Linked DNA regions of Hordeum vulgare: all the other regions are linked to region 2. The links are chromatin contacts, called in public Hi-C maps. All regions are on one chromosome and are shown on one strand. Each heading gives the region's core, a stretch centred on a gene start, on an enhancer-like site or on the middle of the called end of the contact. The rest is flanking DNA. Distances are from core to core; before and after follow the strand shown.

Region 1 (4,433 bases), core at 128-2,627, 350 kb before region 2:
TTGACACACCGGGAAAAGCATAATCCTGACCGGGAACTCGCTTTTCTCGCTGTTGTGCGGGTCAAGCCATATTCTTCATCGCTCCCAGCTCTCTCTCTTTCTTGTTCCCTTTCCGTATAGATACATCAATGGCTATCGGGGTAGATGCTTCTGAAAGGTGTCGGCGAGTTGATGAGCTGCAGCCTGCACGATGCATCGGCGGGAGTAGAGGCAGCGGGGCGAGCCTGCTGCCATATGGTGATCATGGAGGCCATGATGGCGATGGCAGCCGTGTGGATGACAGCCAAGGCAGCTGAGGAGCCGGGACGCCAACGACGAGAATCTATTTGCCATCAAGAGGACGAAGGCCACCATCAGGGATCACCGGACCAAGTTCAACATCTCCCTCGGCTCCGTTCACGCCAAGAAACTCCTGCTGCATCTTATCTCCGCGATGACGAGCTCCTGCCGCAGCTCTCGGAGCTGGGGAATCAGGGGTCCGTTGCCGTTGTCGGGGCCGATGCACGCAGCCACCGTGGTGTGCGCACTCGCGTTAGAGCACTTCGGTTGGCGCGTGGCACTGGAGGCCCGTGCTGACTCGCAACACGCATACACGGTCGCGCTCTGGGTTGGGTCTCGAGCTATGTCAAGGACTCCATCTCGCTGCAGCGCCGCTATCCCGGCTCCTCACGCCGCACTGGCTTGAGCATGTCGCCATGGCCGCCTCCCGGTGCAGCTCAGCAAGCGTAGGCTGTGGGCACGCGCGGCACGGGTGACGACAACCACAGCCACCCGAGCTTCTTCTGTATTCACGATGATGTCGACAAGCACCGACTGAGGACCGAAGTTCTGCCCGAAGACATGCACGTACAGGGATGGCTAGCTTGATGCATTCCTGAACTAGTCTATGACGTACAGGGGTACCCCGTACATGGATGATCTTTTTTTGATACACGCACGCAAGACGTCAGACACGGATGTATTGCAAGTTTGTAACATGCCCTTGTGATGCATCGTATTATTCTTGTCTTGCTGACACGACAACGACAACACTTCATTGATGGACACCGTGGTCGTGCTCACCATGTTGTAAGTGACTATAACCGGCCGGGATTGTGCCTTTCCCGTTATAAAAAAGAAGATTTTACTCATGCAAGGTTTAGACTAACCGGGATCTGTAAATACAGGGTACCAATTTTAAGGATTTGAAGGTGAGGGTTTGTTTGTGTCAATCTTTACAACCTCAGGGTTTATTTCAAACTTCATCTCGTCGGACTGGACTGCACACTGTGCCATGAAAGCTGGCCGCTGACAGACGTCAGATAAATGTGATCGGACGGCGGCTGACCCGGCTGATCCGCGCGAGGGATCAGCCGGATGACGCCTAGCACGGACAAAAAATAAAAAACAGCAAGCTCAATCAGCCAACAAGTCTTCACGGCACCCCCATTCCCCCACACCTCCGATCTATCTCCTTCCAAGCTTCCATGGAGGAGGAGCTAGGCACGAGCATCGAGGCTCTCATCCGACGGCTTAGGCTCCACCAGCCGCCTCCCTCCCCTTATACCGGCGATCCTTCAACAGCGGCGACCCCAGCCGCAGCTAACCTGTTTCAGCCTCGGAGAGCCGCCGTGCTGGTCTGCCTCTTCCAGGACGCTGCCGGCGAGCTGCGTGTCCTCCTCACCAAGCGCGCTTCCTCCCTCTCCACCCACTCCGGTGAGCAGCTCGCCCGCTTCTGCGTGACAGCTTCTGATCTATCCGAATCGTGGCGCCCCGGTAAAAATATTTTGGGGGAAATTTGTCACTGTATGCGCTAGGTTGGGGACTTGGGACTGAAGCATCCTACATTTCGCTTTCAGGTCTCGTTTTACGGCCCGTAGGTGACTGGATTGCTATTCCGCTTTTGCATTCTCTGAATTTTATCAAGGTGAATTCAAGCCAAGAATTGGGCTTCTGGTTGGTAGTTGAAGCAGAATCTAGTACAAGGCGTTGGTGTTCAGCAGCATTTCAGAATTCAGATGTTTGTACTGTTGATCCCATATGGGTTTTAATCTAGTAAACCAACGACTGTTGTTTATCATTAATCTTAATTCATTGGCTCCCGGTTCTTCTAGTTAGCTCTTACAAAAATTAGTCCTCGCGGGTAGTTATGCTACCATAGTGTACAATTAGTTTAGACTACCATGATGTTGGTGTCTTTTTTTTTTTGCGGGAAAAACTTCCGATCTATTCATCAAACATCATGGCAGTACAAAGAACACCAGGAGTAACAGAAATTACATCCATGTTCGTAGACCACCTAGCGACCACTACAAGCACCGGAGCAAGCTGAAGGCGCACCGTCATCATCGTCCCTCCCTCATAGGAGCCGGACAAGCCTTATTGTAGTAGACAGCCGGGAAGTCGTTGTACTAAGACCCCAAAGGACCAGCGCACCAGAACAACAACCGTCGCCGATGAGGAGAAGCGTAGATCGAGAAGATCGAATGCAGACGAACAACAACCATCACCCGTGAAGAGGCGCGTAGATCGAAAGGATCGAACACATACGAACAAAGACTGGATTCACCAAAGACAAACACCGACCAAATCCCGAGAGACCTGTCGGAGACACGCCTCCACAAGCCCTCTGACAATGCAAGACACACTGCCGGGAGGGGGGCTAGGTGGGGATAACCTTATTCCATCTTCAGGGAGCCGCCACCGCATTGCATACCTGAATAGGATACAAACTCTAACAAGACTCAAAAAGACGCCTAAAACGATATACATAGCAAATTGGAGAACTTGTTATGTACATGGGCCAAGCACACACATGCTGGTTCTGAGGTTTTGGTAAGCACAGAGCGAATTGGAGAAATCCCTTGGTATATAAAATCTAATAGTCCCTTGGTAAATATGCATTCTACATCATTATAATTTAATAGTCCCCATTTGATACATTTTAGTGTATATGAGATTTTCTCCCAGAAAAGGCTACAAGTTCCATAACGCACTACAAAAATCCTAAGATTCCTACAAATACCAAATATGCTTACAAGTGAATTTGGATTTTCAACTTAGCTTTCTGTTCAGCGCTTGTTTGGCTTGTCTTAGCTTTTATATTTAAACAATCAGGTCCTCAAATGGATACCAACCTAGACACGAGCCGGATAAACCCTATCTGATTTTGTTTTCTCCATTTGAGATTTGCAGGGGAGGTTGCATTGCCCGGAGGAAAGGCAGATGAGGGCGATGCTGATGATGCAGCAACAGCATTAAGGGAGGCAAAGGAGGAGATTGGGCTTGATCCATCCTTGGTCACTGTCGTTTCCTCGCTTGAGCACTTCTTGTCCAAGGTAAGATGTCTATGGGTTCTCGGCTTCTCGCTTATACCCTCACCGAAAAAAAATCACATTGTATAGCAGGACAGATTATTTAAGTGCATCATCGTAAAGACATGTAAGTTTTCTTTTCCTTGCTTAGACTTCGAAATAAAACACATGCATGCAGCTCAGACTTAGGATTTGCTTATAGATGTTTTGAGGATCATGTAGCAGGCTGTTCTTTAGAGTCCTCTTTTTCTGGATAGAACGTTATCTTTTTGCCCTTCTGATATCTCGGAATTAATATCATGAGCTCTCTTGGAAAGTTGCATAGCTAAAGTGAAATATTAATCTGAAGGAAAATTTGACTGTAATTTGAATTGAACCAAAAGCGCACTGCAATTTACCTTGGGACTAGGCAGCTCGTTTAGATTGTGCATGCTATCTTTTGCTTTTCAAGGTGGTGCACCTGATCATTTTGGCATTATTAAGGGTCTCGTTTAGGATTTGATTGAACTAAGGATTGAGTTACAATATATGCATTGTTTTCTGTGTTATGTAACACATGTGGCCTTTGACCGCACTTGTCACGTGTCTCTGAAGATTACTTTTATTCTGTCATATCACTATATGATATTTATGTGAAATATGTAGAAGAAAATAATGCCAATTTATTGATGCATAATACAAAGATATAATGCAGAAGGCAACCTCCTAGAACTGGAATGCATATCAGCTGCTGCAGAGGAAGCCTGGTTTCATCACCAAAATCGTTGTAGTAAAATGGCTAAGAGGTCGGCCGTAAGCAAGGAGCTCCCTTTATGTTGTTGCTTCAGCACTATCCAAGCCCAGTACAAATTATTGCGCCCTGTCACCGTTTTGGTTTTATGAAGTGGTAGACTTCATCTAGTAAAGGTTGCTTTTACAGTGTCGTTTTCATCCAGATTAACATTCCCATTTCTTTTGCAGCATCTTCTGGTAGTTGTTCCTGTTGTTGGTATACTCTCAGATATACACGCATTCAAACCTATCCTTAATGTTGATGAGGTGGACGATATTTTTGATGTACCCCTAGAGATGTTCCTCAAGGTGAGTGCTATCAGTATATTTTCACCATTCTAATTAATTGGTTATATACAATCTTTATTT
Region 2 (4,366 bases), core at 1,688-4,187:
AAAGATCCCCGCCGCTAACCCTCGTCGAGACAACCGCTCCCGCTAGAGAAAAGCGATCGCTAGGCGATCCAACTACCCAAGCGACACCGGCCGCCACCGGTCCCTGCCTCCTCCGTTGCCCACTCCGGCGACGTGAGGAGGTGGGGACCACGTCGCTGCGACGCCGGCTTGTAGTTAGGGTTGGCCTAGTGTTTTCTTGGGACGCCGTTGGGGTGATGGGAGCGGCGTTCGGGGAAATAAATTTGCCTCAACTCTATTCCCACACTGGCGACAACTTTCACGGCAGCGTCTTGGAGTTGATGGCAACGTGTGATGCTCGGTCCTTCAGATCGGCAGCTTGGTCTTCTCGCCGTTCTTTAGATCTGACGAGATCAGTTTCTCGGTCTGTCGCTGGCGTTCGTGGTTATTCGCGACGGCGCTGGCGGCCGGGGCGAGGTGGTTCTTCTGGAGCGAGGATGTCGGTCCGAAGGTGGTGGATCTGCCGTTCCTCTCCAACTTTGATGGGAGGCGACAAATCTTGGTCCAAGACAGCACGGGGACGTCCCCCGGTCGACGAGCCACAGCGACACGTGCCTTGCTGCGTGCAGCGGGCCCGTTCATCGACTCACAAAGCCTCGTTGGCGATGGTGCTTTCTCGGATCTTGGGATGGTGGAGGCTCGGCGTCTCTTCCGGCGTTCGCCTCGGCGGCGCTGGAGTTGGGCGGCGGCCGTTCGCTACGGTGATTGCAGGAAACCCTAGGGATCGTTTTGTATTTTTTGATCTTTTAGGTTTTTATCTGCAAATTCAGGATAATCATTTTATCCCGGTTTGTCTTTTAGTTTTCACGTGTGTTGCTATATTGTAACTTGATTTTCGATTAATGAAACATGTGGTTGTTCAAAAAAAAAAAAGCTTGAATTGATCTGCACAAACCGTTCAATTTGTATTGCAAATTCCAAACGGGAGCCAGTAACTTGATCGTTGCAAGTAGCCAACAACCGCGTTCGCAGAAAAACACCAAGCCAACAACTGCTTTCTGTAAGCTGGAGGGGGAGTTGAAGGGAGCAAAACAAAAGATTTTGTTTGTGAAGGAAGGAAGAAAAAATTAGGGGCATTCCGAGAATTGAACTCGGGACCTCTCGCACCCTAAGCGAGAATCATACCACTAGACCAAATGCCCTTAGGTGTCTCTTTCTACTGTGTCACTTATTAGAACATAATAATGAGATGTCAATTACTACCACTCCGTATGTTATACCATTTCTTCTGTGGTAAAGACACAACAATTAGTTACCGATGTTATCAGCCAAGCAGTTCGTATATATATGTACTGCCTTTGATCTTTGTGCAAGTGCAACCGTGCATGGGCCTGACCTACAGGTTTTTGTGATCCCTTGAGTGATTAGCAGAAGAGCTAAGACCGTGAACAATGCTATCATCAAACCTGATTTTCTTGCTGTAGAAGGAAAGAAAACTGCATTTATGCAATATGTAGCTCATCTTAATGTATCTCAGGCCTCGACAGAAAGACTAATGCCGCGTAAAGCATTGCATGCCAACTACAAGAAAAATACATTACCCAAAAAAAACTACAAGACATATATATGCGATGATCAAGCTGTAGATCACCGTATCTCCGTTGGATTAATTTAAATACGACACGCTTAATTTCCTCGAGCAGAAGTGGTTCGCATGTACACACGGCGGGGAAAATGGAACCACATATGTGCAGTCCAGCTAGCTAGTAAGTCAAGCACCATATGATATATATCTTGCATTTCTGCATATATGTTCTGTCAATTCAATCGCCCAATGCATTAGTTAGCTAGCTAGCTGCTCCTGCCAATTACAACTTGCAGCACCAACTAGAACGAATCAACAAATAAATCAATTTCATATCTCATGGGTGCACCGGTTATTACAATTAATGTACAGCAAGAACTGCAAACAAAGGTAAACAAAAAAAAATCAAAATCAAACACATAAAATCAATACTGCAAGAACCTAGCAGACTACTAATTAATTTACAGCTTGCCAAACCAGTCTAGACAACGCCGGGCCAATTTCGATCATCTCGTGCGTGAGGCGAGCGAGCATGCGTGTCCATCATGCAGAAAACCCTAATGCATATTGAGTTGGTAAAGACTTCTGACCATGTCGCGGGTTGACCGGCCCTCACCCGATTATTGCTGCTGAGATGATAGCGGCCCGAAGATGTCGAGGAAGCCGGACGGCGAGCCGAGCGCCGACGCGCCGCCGGGGCTCAAGAAATGGTCGCTGGCCTGGTGCAGCCACGGGGAGACCATGGGCGCCTCGCCCTTGAGCGCCCCGCCGCGGAGCGGGCTGAGGTCGTGGAACAGGAACCCCGTCGTCGGCGACGGCGACGGCCCCGCCCACGACGGCGGCACGTTCTGCTGCTGCTGTCTCGTGGCCGTCACCGAGACGGACACCGCGGGGCCGGGCCGGTTCAGGGCGCGGGCCTTGACGCGCACCGGCTGCGCCGCCCTCCCGGCTCTGTCGGTCGCGGCCCCCGGGGAAGACGTCGACGTCGACGCCCTCTCCCGCCCGTCCTCCCCGGCGACCTCCGGGCCCGTGAGCCGCTGCACGAGCGACATGAACTCGTGGGCCTCCACGTGGATCACCTTGGGGGACACCATGTAGATGATGACCGGCTTCCGGTTCTGCTGCTGCGCCGGCTTGCCGATCTTGCGCGACGCGCCGTGCACGCCGAGGGCCCTGTGCCGGACGTCGGCGTTGTCGTAGCTGGTGGTGGTGGCCATGGGAGGTGGAACACAAGGGAGCGCACGGGCCGGCGACAACGACGACGGGCGGATAGCTACCGGCCGGGGGTAATGGATAGCAGGATAGGTGCGACTTTGAGGCAGGCAGACACGGATGATCTTCTATCGGGACAGCTAGAGGTTAAACGTAACGATCTTCTATCAGCTACGGGGGCAAAACGGCTTATATAGCCATGGACAGCGTCCTCGCCTCCTTCCTGGCGTTTTAAAGGCTAAATCGAATGAGACAAGAGTGGTGCGGCGTGGCACGTGCCTCGTGTTCCATCCTGTGTGGTCGCCTCTCTCCGCAGCCATGGTTGTGTGCTCCGTCGTCGACACATGCATATATTTTTTACTGCTGGAACAATCCCGTTTGAAGTGCAATACCCCGGTTTTATTTACAGAGAAATATGATGTTTGGTAGCCACACCCACACGTTGTCTTCTGTACTTCTGTTCAGGTCAATTTTTCGTTCTTCGAATTTTACTCGGCGGTGCTGTCGCCCCTTTGATTCACATGAATGGATGGATGGAAGGGCTAGAGGATATCTTTCTCTCATCTCAGCTTCAGCTTCAAGACAGAAGTAAATGAATGGAAAGTTCGACTCATTGCCTCATTCCAAAATTCCTTTGCAAGAGACGTACCATGTTGGAACCTCATTAGCTCTAGCTCTAGATCAAGCAAATAGTTGTGCCAACAAGGAAGTTTTAATTTCTCCACAATTGACCTCTTCACGATTCATGTCGTATCTTTTTTTTTTTTTTTGCACTGCAATTAAGCATTTTGGAGTACTGATTTTTTTTTCATGACTTACACGAATGCCATACATTATAGAGTTTCTGTATTTGCCAATCCTATATTTCACACATGTATTACTATCTTATTTCTACTCTTCTTTTCTTTCTAATTCTCCATTTCCTTATCCTATGAATTAGAGGAGTCCTGAAAAAGAAAGAGGATTTGTGTGTCAAAGACTAAAGGAAACAAAATGCCAGATTCTTAATTGGACTAATATTGGACGAGTATTCGAGAACCGGAAGATATGGATGCCTTGAAGCAAGGTGATGAAATGATCCTTCTAAATGTTGTGCACATGATGTGCATGTGCATGACTAATTCCTCATGCATATGCTGGTTGTTGATCTAAATGATGGACAATGTATGATCTTTTTTGCTTTATTCCATGTTGTGTTGCTGGTCCTTGCGACGTCCATTGGTCGCTTACTAATAGACTATGTTCGTTAACACATTGGTTCATGTTTTCGCCTTGTAGTTTGTGTGCTGATGGTAGGCATACACAATGAGTTTCAAGTTTCTTCCTTCCCTGCTCCTTTTTGTTGTTGTAAAAACCATTCAAAAGTAAATGAAAGGTGATGCCCAGCTCCAAAACAATATTCTTCACATTTCCTGAGAAAAACTCCATTTGAACTATAACACCTTCCGTGGCGGGTATCATAACAATTACTATTATGCATGCGAGTGGCATACAATTAAATGAAGAAAAAGAAGTCAATATCATATCATTCTTACTTATCATAATAATTAATGATGTATTTCTATCTGTCATTCATGTAAAGAAAGTTAGGCCACATAAAACACTATCACA
Region 3 (4,057 bases), core at 362-2,861, 410 kb after region 2:
GAGAAACCTTGGCTGAAAACAACACATCATCGGTTCTCTAACAAAGGAAATCAAATGCACAAGAGTACTGCATTACAAGGTGTTTATTACATTTATTAGAAAGCGATATCATTGAGGTTCTCTAACAAAGGAAATCAAATGCACAAGAGTACTGCATTACAAGGTGTTTATTACATTTATTAGAAAGCGATATCATTGATATATACGTAATCATGTAGTACTATATAGTCTGATGATGTTGATACATAGTGTGACTATCATGACGGTGACGGCATATACTTAGTTACATACAAGTAAGCCTTTGATTAATTTATAAATACACAGGGCTTCACACACACGCGTACATACACAGTAGTAATTAATCGTTTCCTAAGCTTGATTTTACGTAGTGCGTAATGGAGAGATACTCGGCTGGTACCTACGATGTGGAGCAATGATCTTAACTGCTTGTGCGCCAACCACCCTACCAGATCCTTGATCTGGGATGGTGACCTGATCACACTTTCTTAACCGTGCAATATTTTTCTTCAGATGAGGAGGCTGCCTTCTTCACCGTGCAGCAGCCCATGTGACGGCGAAGCCGGGCTGCTCCTGCTCAGCAGCTCCTCTATCATCTGCAGCGCGATCCTCTCTTCGTCCTCCATTGCCTCCGGTGGGGAGCCCGTTGTGGACGTGGACGTGGACGAGGAAGGAGTCGCCGACACCGTGCTGTCGCTGGGCGTTGGTGGTGCCGCTGCGGCCGGCTCCTTGTTGAGCTCGACGGTCATGACCCAGCTGGAGTCGGCACGGGCACCCGCGCGCTTCTGCCAGACGCCAATGTGGGACTTCTCGGTGTCGAGGCGGAGGCAGGTGAGGGACGGGGACGGTGTCTTGCAGCACTTGCGGAGCTTGGCGCTGAGGATCTGTGACAGGCTGCTGGCGCCGGCGGCCCCGGAGGACGACGAGCCAACGCCACCGCGAATGTCCCGTGCTGCTGCTGCTGGGGCGACGATGATCTCCCCGTTGGCACTCCTCGGTACGGGGAAGTTGGTCTTGGCGTTGCGCCCGCTCATCAGGATGGCAGCCTCATCGTACGCCCGCGCAGCCTCCTCCGCCGTCTCAAAGGTGCCCAACCACACCCTCCTCTTCCTGTAAACCATACACACATACATGCATGCATTTTGAACACATCAAGAGAAAATCAACGAAAGCAGCCTTAAAGCAGTTGGCAATTCAAACTAGAGTCAATGTATCTATCTCTCAGGACACGGTGGGATAGCCACACGAGTCGTAGGCCGGAGAGTAGGGGTAGCAGCTATAGAGAGAGAGAGAGCTAGCGAGAGGCTTACAGGAGAGGATGCCTGATCTCGGAGACCCAGGAGCCCCAGTGGCGCTGCCTGACGCCGCGAAACTTCTTCTTGGACTGTACCATGATGTTTCTCTGCGGAATGCAGAGCGAGCGAGATTCTCTCTCTGACAGGGAGGAGGACGGGCAGAGCGGAGGGAAGGAATGATCAGCAGGCAGTGTGGCGCAGTGCGAGTGAGTGAGTGAGTGAGTGTGAGCCCGGCCTCCTCCACGGAAGAGAGGCGGAGCAGTCTAGTGTGGGGAGGAGCGAAGGCCCTGCTGCTCCCAGTGAATATAAGCTACTGCACCTCGGACCCCCCCTGTACTTGCAGAGCGTTAAATGTGGTTAGATAGAAAGATGGATAGGCGGATGCGTATACACCTACGCTTGCATACATACATACATACATACATACATACATACATACATACATACATACATACACATAGGGCCACATGGCGTATGCATGTGTGTGACTGGGAGAGAGATCGATTGGATTTTGCCGGGGTGGCAGTAACTTCAACTGACTGGGAGTACGTGTGCCTTGCGTTCCACGTATCTGTTGATGGTTGGGCTGCTTCCATGCATGCCCGTCCTTGTTTCACTTGTACTCCGCTAGGACATTGGGGTACTGTCAATCTGTCATGTGCGTCACCCACTCTAAGCTTCTCAGAGATTTCGTGTCACTACCATGCAGTACACACACCGAATCTATCCATCATCTTACTGGGACATGGTTACTTCCGGGACCTACAAGTTACAACTCCAGTTTCAGGTTGAAATTCACCACTCCCTATGGAAGTTGTGACATTAGTGACTACCTGACTACCATATATGAATACAAGTATACAACATATGTAGTGGTGCCTAAAGGGCAGGCAATTCAGCTAGCAATCCCCTACTCTGTCTGTATAAGGCTGTAATCCATGGAGGGGGTTGGAGCAGTGGGGTTGGAAGCTGTAACAGCATGCGTGTAGCAAGTGATAAAGCTCAGCCCAGCCAGAGGGAAAGACAAAGACCAAAGGAGAGAAGAAAGATCAAAGATCTCTCCGGCGAGAGCTTGCTGGGGGAAGGGAAGAGGGGCCCCCCGTTGCGCTGCTGGGGTGGGCTGTCGGTGAACTGTGGCCGAGTGGCAACGTAACCACTCCCTCCCCGCTGCCTGCCAGTACGTAACCCCGGTAATTAACTCCCCCACCTACACGCTTGGCGACCTCATTTATGGCGTGGGAGACCTCATTTGCAAGAGACGAGCCGGAGCCATGGATCCAACCCGTCCAGCTCTTTGTGGTAATCCCATTTGGTTTTCGAAATCACTCTTATTGCTAAGGGCATCTTGACACTTTTTGCCATCCATCTAATGCTATCTCTCAAACTTCCGCACGCTGGTCTAGACATTCAAGTTCCAACGAACTACTCCCTCCGTTTCTAAATATAAGTCTTTTAAGAGATTTTACTAGGAAACTACATATGGATGTATATAGACATATTATAGAGTGTAGATTCGCTCATTTTGTTCCGTATGTAGTCTCTTAGTGAAATCTTTAAAAAGACTTATATTTAGGACCGGACATTTCCTCTCATTGTGTGTCTGTTTTAGTGGTTAACGTTGAAGATGTCCTAAGTGCTCAGTGCTATTCCTATATACTCAGCTGGTTGTCATTTGTCGCTAAGGGCTACTCCTATAAATTCCTTGTAGTACATGGATGAAATGACAAGCATATGAAATTGTTTGAACATGGATCAAACTGTATTTGCCAATTTTATAGTATCACAAATAACTCACCATACTAAGAAATTAATTGATGATCAAGGCTGATTTCTGACACTCAAGCTAGTGCAGTAGGAAAAGACTCCCCAAGGGAGAAGAGGAGTGGAGTACAGTACCGGTCCTACTCCACAACAATAAAGCATGCGTGAATGCACGATACGACGTGCCCATGATCGATGGACGTACGTGGTTACTCATCAGGCAGTCAAGTGCGAGCTACATCCAGGACGAGTAACAAATCTGTGCCATGCACTGACACACGCACTGCGGGTTTAACTACGCCAGTTCCAATGCCACTCCGTCCATGCAGGACACCCGCAGCCGAGCCATGGTGTGGGGTGTACCGTGTACAGGAGTACGCTACACCCGCAAAGAAGTTGGACGGCAATTAATAACTGCATCCTCCTCCTCCCGATCCATCAGCCCATCGGCCCGCCGTGCAAGCACCCAGTACCGCTCGCTCGCTCAATCACTCGCTAGCTATCTTAGGCTGCCAATCATCGGTCCATCATCCATGGCGTCGCCTGGCAGAGGTCCGGTAAAAAAGGTGAGAGGAAATTAATGGAGCCAGCGGGAATTGAATGGGCACGAGCGCGCTTTCACGGCTCGGCTCCACTCAGATACGTGTGTCAGTGAGTTCTTGCTGCATGTACCAGGACGGACGGAAGCTTCTTCCTTGTCCTGCTGCCGCTGGCTGCTAGCTCGGCCGATCGCACGTACAGCGGCCACACGCGCGGTCCTTTCTTTCCAGTGGAAAGTGCGTGGCAGCGGGGCAGGTTAAGGTGGTTGTTGGCTGTGCGTGTGACCGGCGCTGTCAGGACATGTCTGTGTGAAAGACGGTTAAAAAGGCCGAGTGCGTGGGGCAGTTACGCCGTGCTGCTGGTACGACACCGGTACTCCTCCTAGCCGTGACCAATGATCTGATATTCTGATCTAGTAGCAGACAGCATCCGGCAACCCGATT

The links. Hi-C and Micro-C count contacts between places; a contact is called where the count stands out from the background.
Region 1: a Hi-C map of leaf shows a contact between it and region 2, with 2.8 times the contacts expected there. The contact joins the promoter of LOC123407999 here to the promoter of LOC123411273 in region 2. A contact is called at or near these places in 2 of 6 Hi-C or Micro-C datasets (leaf and seedling).
Region 3: a contact with region 2 is called in a Hi-C map of leaf, with 4 times the contacts expected there. The contact joins the promoter of LOC123411868 here to the promoter of LOC123411273 in region 2. A contact is called at or near these places in 5 of 6 Hi-C or Micro-C datasets (leaf and seedling) and 1 of 1 datasets of contacts at active chromatin or transcription factors (embryo).

Annotation. Positions count from the first base shown.
Region 1 is chr7H:524,870,829-524,875,261 of MorexV3_pseudomolecules_assembly, forward strand. LOC123407999 (nudix hydrolase 15, mitochondrial-like) reads left to right here and starts at 1,378. Exons shown (of 5, transcript XM_045101235.1): 1 at 1,378-1,755; 2 at 1,839-1,859; 3 at 3,175-3,317; 4 at 4,254-4,373. The coding sequence starts at 1,467.
Region 2 is chr7H:525,218,947-525,223,312 of MorexV3_pseudomolecules_assembly, forward strand. It overlaps LOC123411273 (protein MKS1-like), which reads right to left and starts at 2,938. Exons shown (of 1, transcript XM_045104203.1): 1 at 1,723-2,938. The coding sequence starts at 2,760. The coding sequence ends at 2,164. TRNAP-AGG (a tRNA gene) reads right to left here and starts at 1,160; the gene lies at 1,089-1,160.
Region 3 is chr7H:525,633,534-525,637,590 of MorexV3_pseudomolecules_assembly, forward strand. It overlaps LOC123411868 (ethylene-responsive transcription factor WIN1-like), which reads right to left and starts at 1,612. Exons shown (of 2, transcript XM_045104827.1): 1 at 1,329-1,612; 2 at 202-1,128. The coding sequence starts at 1,411. The coding sequence ends at 528. It overlaps LOC123411870 (a long non-coding RNA gene), which reads left to right. Exons shown (of 5, transcript XR_006613346.1): 5 at 532-621. It overlaps LOC123411869 (a long non-coding RNA gene), which reads left to right and starts at 1,018. Exons shown (of 3, transcript XR_006613345.1): 1 at 1,018-1,104.